2 separate regions of the Sus scrofa genome follow, and region 1 is linked to region 2. Evidence: chromatin contacts called from public Hi-C data. All regions are on one chromosome and are shown on one strand. Each heading gives the region's core, a stretch centred on a gene start, on an enhancer-like site or on the middle of the called end of the contact. The rest is flanking DNA. Distances are from core to core; before and after follow the strand shown. Region 1 holds the start of TSPAN5 (tetraspanin-5). Region 2 holds the start of METAP1 (methionine aminopeptidase 1).

The links. A called contact is a pair of places that touch in the nucleus more often than the background predicts.
Region 1: a contact with region 2 is called in a Hi-C map of embryonic fibroblasts, with 1.6 times the contacts expected there. The contact joins the promoter of TSPAN5 here to the promoter of METAP1 in region 2. A contact is called at or near these places in 2 of 47 Hi-C or Micro-C datasets (embryonic fibroblasts and fetal heart ventricle) and 1 of 2 datasets of contacts at active chromatin or transcription factors (skeletal muscle).

What each region holds. Positions count from the first base shown.
Region 1 is chr8:121,655,200-121,660,839 of Sscrofa11.1, reverse strand. TSPAN5 (tetraspanin-5) reads right to left here and starts at 3,520. Exons shown (of 8, transcript XM_003357070.4): 1 at 3,027-3,520. The coding sequence starts at 3,107.
Region 2 is chr8:121,348,598-121,353,956 of Sscrofa11.1, reverse strand. It overlaps METAP1 (methionine aminopeptidase 1), which reads left to right and starts at 1,345. Exons shown (of 11, transcript XM_003129313.5): 1 at 1,345-1,653. The coding sequence starts at 1,540.

The DNA of each region.
Region 1 (5,640 bases), core at 2,271-4,770, 300 kb before region 2:
CTTCCTTTTTTTTTTTTTTTTTTTTTTTGGTCTTTTTAGGGCCACACCCCAGCCATCTGGAAGTTCCCAGGCTAGGGATCAAATCTGAGCTGTAGCTGCTGGTCTACACCAGAGCCACAGCCACTCAGGATCCAAGCAGCATCTGCAACCTACACCACAGCTCATGGCAACGCCGCTGGATCCTTAACCCACTGAGCGAGGCCAGGGACCAAATCTGCATCCTCATAGATGCCAGTCAGATTCATGACGGGAACTCCTCTAACCTCATTTTAACAGCTGAAGAACTAAGGCCCAGGGCAGTTAACTGAGTAGCAAGAATTAAAACTACTCATTAGTAAGTGAATCAAACGCTTAAACGCAGAGGCTACCATGGTCTCAATTTTTATTTTCCCAGAACTTGTCCTCAAAATGTCTTCAATGGTCCTAATTTTTTTTTTTCTAGAATTTCACAATGTAGAAACAAAAGATTAGGAAATCACACTCTGTTATCAGTGTCTGCTTCACAACTGTGTCCAGCAGTCACAGACAGGACGGTGACTCTGTAGAGAGCAGAGGTGCCACTTTACAGAAGAAGCAGGCTGCCAGTTCCTCACCCTGGTTCTGCAGTCACTAACATCCTAGTCTGAATTACTGTGATCAAATATCATGGCTACCTTCCTATGGATCATTGCTTCAGAGATCAGGGTACTGACAAACTGGGAGATTCATACATGGGCTGATTCCGAAGCAGACGGCAGCACAGGAAAGGGATGAAGGGGTGTATGAGTGGAAGGTTTTAGCACAGAAAGGAGGATCCAGTGTCAAAAGCAGAGTAAGAGAAGGGTCCTTATAACAAAGGCGTCTACAGAACAGTTCTGTCTGGTGCAGCTGGTTTGGTTCCATCGTCCACACCTCCTTTCAGGCTTCCCACAGAACTCCTCCCAGAAATGAATACCTTCAAAATCAGACAAGATGTGACTCTCTTCTGGAACTCTGTATGCAAGCACTCCGCAATTCCAGAGGTTCTTTGACGCCCTCCACAATTCCAGAGGTTCTGCTCCAACCCGACCCACAGAAAATACTAAATGTGCCTCTGCACACTCTGCGAAATTACACCAAACTGTCAGGGAAAAGGCTCAAATCCCTTTATTTCTTTACCACCTCCTGATATGAAACTTCAGAGAAAGCTCCTGGGTGCTTTTTGTTGCCTGGCAGCTGAAATGTGCAACTTTTGGAAGTGTTCAAGTAGAGTCAAGAGGCTTGAACTCACGACCCCCGACCAGATCCAGTCCCAATTCGATAGTCCCTGACTCTCAAAGTCATGAAAGTTTCAAGTTCAGATAAAATCAAAAGGCCTCGCTCAGAAATGTGACTGCCCACCACTTTTCAGCATTTCCAACAGGGGTTGAAAAGAAGGAAGCCAAGAAAGAAAATAATTTCTTCTTCCTGTATGTGTAGCAGCGTCTGACTGTAGGGAGGTGGCGGTTAACAGAAATCACGTCCAATCCCTGGCCAAAAAATATTCCCTGTGAATGACTGGATCTACTATTTATTCATATGTCCCCCCTCTTTATTTTTAATTAGTCCTGAGGCCAGATGACAGCTGACACAGAAAGTCATCTCCCATTCCTTTCATTTCCTTTTGCCAAACATGCATGAGCAATGCAAGACACTCCTATAGAAAATAGGAAATAAAATAGCCTGGTAAATGTGTGACAGAAAATAGAAAAGAATACGAAGAGCTGTATTGACAACTATTCTCATAGATGTATTCGCTGGCAGCAAATGGCCAAAATTCCAAAATTAAAGGAGAATCAAAATAAATACCCTGTGTTCAGACTGCTGTGGATTATTATTGATCCCACCACTGGATTACTGTTTATCTCACACTGACCCCACGCTGAACAGCAACTTGAGAACAACCCCCCCTTCCTTCCCCCCCCCCCACCAAGGCCACCATCTTTACTTTCCATGGGGGGAAGGGAGGGGTACCCAGTAAGGAAGAGGATGGGATGGAAGATGAGAAATAATACGGTCTTTGAACCAAGATTTTCCCCTTGTCCTAGTGAACTCTTTGTCTGGTTGCTTAACATGTTTGTGAGATCAAGGAAAAGCATCCAAACAAAACAAAAGAGTGGGCGCCCCAGCCTAATTACAATAGTGCCCAGCACACTGTAGTGCCTACAGAGCATGGTTTGAATCTTTCATTCAAGCATTTGCTCTCTCGGTACCCCCACGGAACGTGTCTTGTAACACCTTCTCCTTTGCATTTCTCCAAGGTTTCCCCAAAACAGCCCGCTCTACGTCGCTCCTCAGAAAAGGAGGACGTGAGACACGAACACACTGAGACATATGTTGATGGTGACTTGTTATTATCCTGACAATAATACAGAGAAAGAAAATCCCTCCACCCCACGCGCCCCTCGTCAGTCCATGATGCCAAAGAGCTCTTTCCAGATGAAGGGGAAAAACGTGCAGGAAGCGTTATTTACGTGCACATTACAGAACCATATACCACCGCATCTGCATCCTACACAAAGCCGGAGATGGTGCAAGAAGATACACGCTGAGCATGGCACAGACCAGCCGCGGCAACACGGAGCCAAGCCCTCGTCCAATCAGATCCGTGTTAGAAGGTGGACCTCAGGGTCGGCTCTGCCCGATTAGCCTTCCCTGTTATGACACCACGCTCTGCCCAACATCCATATCCCGCCGGGAGGAAATTTCATTCGAGTGGTTGCTCATTTCTCAAACTGCCGAGTCCTTTCTTTCATATGCATCCATGCTATTCGTCCCTCAAACAGCCACCCCAAGGCCTGGGTGCCCCCTTTCCAGCTCGGGTTCTCTTTTTACCTCTTCCCATTCCTAGAAAGGATTAAATGTTTATCTCTCCGACGCGCAGGCTGAAAGGCGGAAGGCAAAAGCCTCTCCGTGCTCCAGCAAGCGCCCAAGGGGCTGCGAAAAGTAAAGGCAGAGAGCAACGTGGGGGAAACCGTCGCGAATCGATCGGCCACAATAGTTGAAATCCCAGAAGCGCTCTAACTTACCCAAAATATGACATTGAAGCCAAATATGAAATATTTGATGCAACAACTGACTTCAGGACCCTTGTAATGCTTCCCGGACATCCTCTGGGTTCATGAAGACACTTGCCCCGGCAGCCCGAGTTTGGAGCCCCGGAGCACCGTTGCTCAGAGCGGGCCGGAGGGGAGCGGGGGGCTCAGAGAGGCCGCTCGCTGCCGCGGCGCGGCGGCCCGGGCTGAGCAGCGCAGGGACCCACCGGCGGAGAGCGGCTCCCGCACCTCCAGTCCCTCGCGCGCCGAGGCCGCCGGAGCCGGAGTGGCTGCGAGCGGGCGGGGAAGCGCGCGCTGCAAACCCCTAGCTTCGCTGAAGGTGGCCCCGAGCACAAGGAGAGCGCCCAAGCCCGTCCGCCAAACGATCTGTCCGTCGGTCCGTCTCCGGGCTTCGGGCAAATGCGGCCGCGGCAGATGCTGGTGGAGACGCTACTAGCCCGCCTGTCCGCTCGCGCGCTCCCTCCCACCCCTCGCTCCGCCCGCCGTTCGCTCCGCCCGCTCAGCCGGCGGCTCCACCGCCCGCGCCGCCCGCAGCTCCGCCCGCCGCCTGCCGCCCGAGCATCAGCGAGGTGCGCGCGCGCAAGGGCTCGGGCGCTCTCGGGCGGCGCGGCACCACGTAGCCTCGCCGCCCCCTCTTTCCAGTCCTCTCTGCTCCGCCTGCTCCGTTACTCCCCGCCCCTTCTCCCTCCAGGCCGGAGCGCAGCCGACCCCAGAGCACCGCGGCCGAGTAGGTGGGTAGGATGGCAGGCGGAAGGGAGAAGGAGGGGTGCCCGGCAAGCACGCCCATTGAGAGCAGCCTGGAGGAGGGACTGGGATTGATGGGCAGCGGGCCCCCCCTCTGTCACCGGCAGCCGCACTCAGCTTCTGGAGGGACGTCGGGGAGAGGGTCGTCTCGGGGCGAGAGGGCCCGGTGAGGAGGCATCCAGAGTGACAATCCACCCACCACCCCCGCCGCCGCCCGGACGAACCTTCTTCTGGCTGTAGCCACACTCACACCCCCTGCTTTAACCCGGGTTTGTTACAGAAGACGCCGGGCCGCGAGCCGGAGAGGAGAGGGGTCGTAGACTTTGCTAGGAGCAAAGGGGAGGAGAAGGTGTTAGGGAAGGGGAAGAAAAGAGGCGGGAAATGCGGGCAGCGAATCGCGAGGTTGCATAGAAAAGCCCCCCCCCCCGAATCCCACTGTGGCTCCAACCCAGCCTCCCCACCTGCGAGAGGAAAAGGCTTGTCCTAGAACGGGGACGAGGTTGGAGAGATGGTCCCAAGGAAGCCTTTCCCGGGATTCGATCCTCCTCGCTCCAGAACCTGTCCCCAGCAACACAAACCCGGCCTGCCAAGCCCCCCCCCCCCCCGGTGGAATGGAACCGAAGGAAATTGACTGGTCCTAATTCTAAGAAGGAATCCAGGAGTTCCAGGGCAGTCCTCTGGGGACTCCGAGTTGGGTCTGTAGATCATAAACGATTCCGCATTGAGCTCTGCGGAAGGAGAGAACCTGCCTGCAAGTTGTGTCGGAGGCCTACCTGAGAAGGTGCGCCCGTCAGCTGCGTGTCCGCCTTCCTCCTGGAGCATCTTCATAGATGCTGGCAAGTGGGGACCAGTCTTTCATGGGAAAAAAAAAAAAAAAAAAAAGAGTGAAGAACTGTTCACAACTGTGTGTAAACGTCTTGGGAAAGCTAGAAAGAGGTGAGATTAGGAAAAACTTCCAGCACCACCCTGTGTGACCTGGTACTGGGCACAGAAATCTGCACGTTTGCTAAGCACCCGTGGTGATACTTAAGGGCGTGGGAGAACTTTTGGCATAGGGTTTTCCTAGTTAACTACCTCTCACTTTTCTCAAAAAAAAAACAAACAAACAAACAAAAAAACTAGAGCTAGCTAATGGACAACCTACATGGAGGAGCAAGAAGTTACTTTTTCTTGCAATAAACCGCACTCATGCTTGGCCTTGGGGGGCGGGGGTGGGACTATGTTGAGGTCGCAGGTAGGAGCCAGGGTCCCCACTAGATGGAAAACCGGGAGATCCTACAATTATGACAGTGGCTAACAGGGACCTCAGCCCTCTGGATGAAATAACCCTCTCTCCCTCTAAAGTGTCCTCTACCCACCCAGAACAGCATACTACCACCAACCTGGTAGGCTTCAGGGGTAAAGCCTGCTTTCAGCAGCAGCTGACCTGCTAAGTGGAAGGCACTGACAAGCTTTACCTAAGCCTATTCCTGCTACGTTGTCATTCGATGCATAAATAGAAGAGTTGCTACCAATTCTTGGGTAAGTCAGAGGCAAGGTTGGTCTTAAGCTGATGTAACACAACTCAGAAAAGGACTAGAATTAGATCCAACTGATGACTGAGTTGATCCCTAAGCAGGATTTATCCTTGAAATAAAACTCAGCAGAGAAGGGCAAGTTCAGATAACTCACTGGTAATTTGGGGCAGGAGTGGGGGGGCTAGCTGAACTCTCATTTCCTATGTCAAAAGCAAGTTCAAAGAGGATTTATGAGTTAAATGTATTTTTTAAAGCAATCCAGAAAATGAAATCCTCTGTTAAATGTCTGGCTAGAAGTATTTCTCACCTTAGAAACAATAGAAGGA
Region 2 (5,359 bases), core at 96-2,595:
TCCGTGGCCTCGCTCAGTGGGTTAAGGATCTGGCAATGCAGTGAGCTATGGCGTAGATTGCAGAGGTGGCTGGGATCTGGCATTGCTGTGGCTGTGGCACAGGCTGGCATCTACAGCTCCCATTCCACCCCTAGCCTGGGAACCTCCGTATGCCTCAGGAGCAGCACTAAAAAGACAAAAAAAATTATTATTTGATTTTATTATATTATTTGTTTTGCCTATATAACAAAGACATTAAAAATATGAGCTTTTCTCGTCTATCAAATATGAAAATGTTTAAAAAAGTATGCACTAAGATAACACAAAGTTCACAGCACTTAGTTTTTTTTTTTAAGGATCACACCCACATGGCACATTGAAGTTCCCAGGCCAGGGGTCAAATCAGAGCCACAGCCCATGGCAACGCAGGATCTGACCCTCATCTGCGACCTACACCACATTCCACAGTTATTACTGGATCCCCAATCCATGCAGTGGGGCCAAGGCTCGAACCCGCATCCTCATGGACACTATTTGCATTGTTTCCACTGAGCCACAATGGTAACTCCTCACAGCACTTAGTTGATTATCAATAAATATTAGTTCCTCTCTCTTTCCTAGTGACAGGAGGTATTCAAGCACCAGTCAGAAAATGGAAGATGTGTGATGTAGTTTAAGAGATTTAAGCAACAGGTTTGCATAGAGGACCTCTGAAGCTCCTTTCAACTCTGACATTTCATGATCACTGCAATTGTTTCCTAGATACTTAGTAAACAATGGAATGAGATAACACGAAAAAATATGGTTTGTATTGAATATCCAGAGGTTGTGTTACCATCTCCAGCACCGTACACTGTGAATGGAGGGGGGTGGTGTGAAAAGAAATACCGCAGGAGGGAGCGCGGACGCAAATCCCAACCCACCTCTTCATTGACAGTTCCCTGGCTTCCTTTTTTGTGAATGAGCAGTTGTTCTTGGGCCTTAGAACAGACACTATGAGCGAGAAAAAGAACTTTAAAAAGAGAATTACTTTCCTTTTCCAAGGAGCTGCCGGGTGGACCAAAACAGAGGAGCCAAGTGCCCTTTTCAACCGTCTGAGAGTGTGGGAGACGTTCAAGACCCTGGGATCCAGTCAGTAAGGGACTGGGGAGCTCTCTCTAGGCACAGAGAACGCGAGGCGTGAAGGCCTCTCCTAGTCGGCCGCCCCGGGCCTTCTCCGACACCACCAGGCGGGCGAGCTAGCCGGGGAAAGGACACGCGGACGCTGGGCTCCCTGAAGCTCTCCGGCGGCCCCCACGTGCACGCCGGCCTCCGGGAGGCGGGGGCCGCGGGCAGTGGGCGGGGCGAAGGCCGCGGGGCGGGGCGCCAGCTGCGCGCTGGGCGGGAGCGGGGCGCGCAGCGTGGTCTGGCGCTTCTCCTCCTCCCGCGCCCAGGCGGGGCGGGCTGAGCTCCTCCCCCGGCTCGGCCTCCCTCCCCTCCTCTGCCCTCCCTCCGCCCAGCCGTTTCTCCCTCCCCCTCCCCTTCTTCCTCCGTGAGGCGCTCCTCCAGCAGCCAGGCAGCATGGCGGCCGTGGAGACGCGTGTGTGCGAGACGGATGGTTGCAGCAGTGAGGCCAAGCTCCAGTGTCCCACCTGCATCAAGCTGGGCATCCAGGGCTCATACTTCTGCTCGCAGGTAGACACCCGCCCCCCCGAGGCGCCGCCGCCGCCACCGACCCCTTCCCCTCCCCGCCTGTCCTCGCGGCCGGTCGGGACACGCTCCTCCTCTTCCCCAGGCGGGCGCGCCGGCCGCGCTTCCTTCCCACCTCGTCTGCAGTGCCGCTGCCCCTTCTCGCCCCTGAGGAATCCCCGGCCCTTCGGACCCCGGCTGCGCAGGGCGCACGCGGGGGGGCGGGGGCGCGGTCGGCCGCGGCCACGTGGGCTGGGGGCGGAAGCTGACTTGCCCTGGGTACCCGGCAGTCTTAGGGCGCTGTGTTTCGGGGCCAGGTGTGCGGGCTCCGCAAGACAGATGGGGACGCCGCGGGAAGGGGGCAGCCCCAGCCGTGTGAGCCACCACAGCCCCAGCTCCTGGCAGGGCTCTGATCTTGGTCGCGGGGGGCTGCGGGGCGGGTAGTACCCCGGTCCCGACGGGATTGGGGGTCAGAAGACACCAGCTGGGCTTTGAGGAGTGAGTTGCTTGGGACCATGGAGTCGCAGAGAGGAGGAATCCTAGCTCCAGCCCCACCTCTGTTCCTAGGTTTTACTGCTGCGCACTGACACTTAAGCAACTTTGGGGTTGAGGAATGGAGAGAGTCTGTGTAATTCATTTTTTTCCTTTGGCATCCAAAATTATTAATTTACAAGACCGTAAACTAACAGGGTGAGTCCTTCTGTTTTACCCAGTTTCCCTCTGAGTGAAAAAGACAGTTCCATTAAGGGTTATGCTTTAAGGCCGTAGTGTATTTTAGTAAGTTTTGTGCAGTGGAGCAAAGCCAGCATTGAAAGGGGTCCGGACTGAAACGTGTGCTCGTGTTTATGTTTACTGAGGAGTGCTAGTATTGCGGGCACATTTTGACGCTTAGAGTATTGGCCCGGCAGCGTAGTTTGGCTTTTAGTTACAGACCAGGTTTCTTGAAGAGAGACACATGAATATTCAAGTACTAAATTGGTAGTGTTCTTGGGGGAGGAGAGCGTGAACAAAGAGTCCGAAAGTCTGGTCAAGGCCCTGCCCTTGCCGGTGACTGTAAGATCTTGAACTAATCAAGTTACTTAATCTTTCTGAGCTCCAATCCCACCACTGTACCGAGGGGAAGATGATACTTTTACTTACATAGTTCACAAGGTTGTTCTGAGGTACATATTACTCAGTGAATGTGAAATGCTGGTAAAACATTAATCGTTTATGTAGCACTGTATGAATAAATAAATAGAATAAAGACAAACATATAAACAATAAACAATGATATTATTTCAAATATAAAATGTAAACATAAGGTGTATGTAAAATTAACATGTAAATAAGATCCTTAAGGCCCAACACTTGTAGATAAGAGATCCTAGCTAAGTTGCACAGGTCTTGTTTTCAGATAGGACATGATCCTTGACCTTGTTAGTATCGTTTGGAAAAAGTTGCACATGAAGTGTTGCTCATTCTAAAAATAGCATTGGGACTACTCAACGTACTAAACTGGTCTGAGTCCTTTTGTTTCTTTAAAATAATTGTCAAATTCTATAATTTGTTGAGGTCAATGTGGGACCTGGACTTCAAACCACAACCAAAAAGACCCCTAGCAGCATGCTTTTGAAAATTGTGTACTGTCTGAATAGAATCATGTGGTTTACATTGTTTAAAGTTAGTTGGCATTTTGTAATGCTAAATGAATTAATAGGTACAGACACTTATGAAACCATGTTCATCAAGGAAAGGTGGGATTCTCTTAGGTATGGTATTATTCAGCAGAGGGAACGTTGGCTCATTGGGGTTTGTGGGAAAATGTCAACACACTTGTGAAAACATGCAAGGTGTCCTCAGTACTGTAGGATGGGAAGTATTTCATGTTGGATTCTGTAGGTACATTTTTGATACCATTGCTATACCTGTAGCCAAACACATCCTGACTGGCCGAATAGGATAATGTAGTTTACATTGTCTCTCTTTCTTCATTCCTCTTACTACCTCTTACAGTCAGTTTTTAAAAATTTTCCCCCGTTCAGGTATAGTTGTCTCTCAGTTCATTTTCCTACTGTAGTTTCCTACTTTGCAAATAAATGTCCACACACACAAAAACAAAGGAACAAAACCTTTTGTACAGAGGTTGTTTTTCCCCATGGCATAGCTCTGTCTGACTATGCATACACCCCAGTCGTAACGAATAGGTTATTTGTTTTTTTTTTAAGGGTCACACCTGTGGTATATGAAAGTTCCCAGGCTAGGGGTTGAATCAGAGCTCCAGCTGCCAGCCTCTGCCACAGCAATACCAGATCCTAGCCACATCAGGTTCATTACTGCTGAGCCACAGTGGGAACTCCCAGGGCACCTCTTCTGAGTCTACCTTTATTTTATTCTCTTGCCCTAACAGAGGCTGTATTTATACTCTTTCCTTCACTAGAATGTCCCCTGTCTTCTGAACTCACAGCTATTCCTTCAGTCCCAGCTTGAGACCTTGATCAATCACTAACTTTTCTTAAGCCAGTTTCCACATTTGTGATGAAACTAGGGCTTTTTCTTGCCACTTCATTAGCAGTGGTCTGTCTTTTCTCTCCTTGCTCCTCTGGTCTCCAGCCTGGCTGTCTGGACAGCTTGTCTTTGGGAACAAACTGTGAACAAAACTGCAAGAGTCATAACAGAAGTAAGCCTTTCCCAGTCATCCTTTCACACAACATTATTTCCTTTATAACGTTTTATATAATCTGTAATTATCTCATTTTTGTTCTTGTTTATCTGTCTTTCAATCAGAAAGGCGAGCATCAGAATAAGCTATCTTATTCACTGCCCTGATTTTATTTCTTAACACAATGCTCTGTATGCAATAGGTGGTCAATAAATGTGTGATTCAAAGTATTAAAAGAGTAGAGAGTAAGACTTCTGTACTTGAATCAGGACTCCATCACTCACTTGATGTGTGCTTTAGGCAAATAATCCCCCTCCCTTTTTTGGCCGTGCTTGCGCCATGGCATGGGGAAGTTCCTGGGCCAGGGATCAAACCCATAGCAGTGACAACACCAGATCCTTAACCACTAGGCTACCAGGGAACTCCATAACCTTTGGTTTTTGTTACAGCCTTTTAAAATAAGGGCTATGAATAGTACTAACCTCAGGAATGTGGTGAAGACTAAATACGAAGTATATGTAAAATCACTTAGCACAGCAGTATGTTTAATTAGTGTGAGCTCTCTTTATTATTATACTGTGTTTTAATGCTTAAGAGGATAGAAATATCTTTATATAAGATGCTTACTTTAAGAAAAATTTTGGCTGTTTGAGTAAATACGATTTTACTTGAAATTGAGCCTTCCTGGAATTCCTGATGTTTGGTGATATTTTTTTAAATAGATGTATCCATCTTATTCAATAGTAGTTTACTAGGTTTTTTTTTTTTTTAAGGGCCTCATCCATGGCATATGGAAGTTCCCAGGCAGGCTAGGGGTTAAATCAGAGCTATAGCTGCCAGCCTACACCACAGCTCATGGCAGTGCCGGATCCCTGACTGACAGAGCAACGCCAGGGATTGAACCCTCATCCTCACGGATAGTAGTCAGATTCGTTTTTGCTGCACCATAACAGGAACTCCACTAGTAGTTGACTAGTTTTAATAGTAGTTTAATAGTTTACTTGTAGTCCCTGGGAGTTTATAGGAGTTTTTCAAGGATGGAGGCTGTGCTGTCCTTATATTTGTATTTCT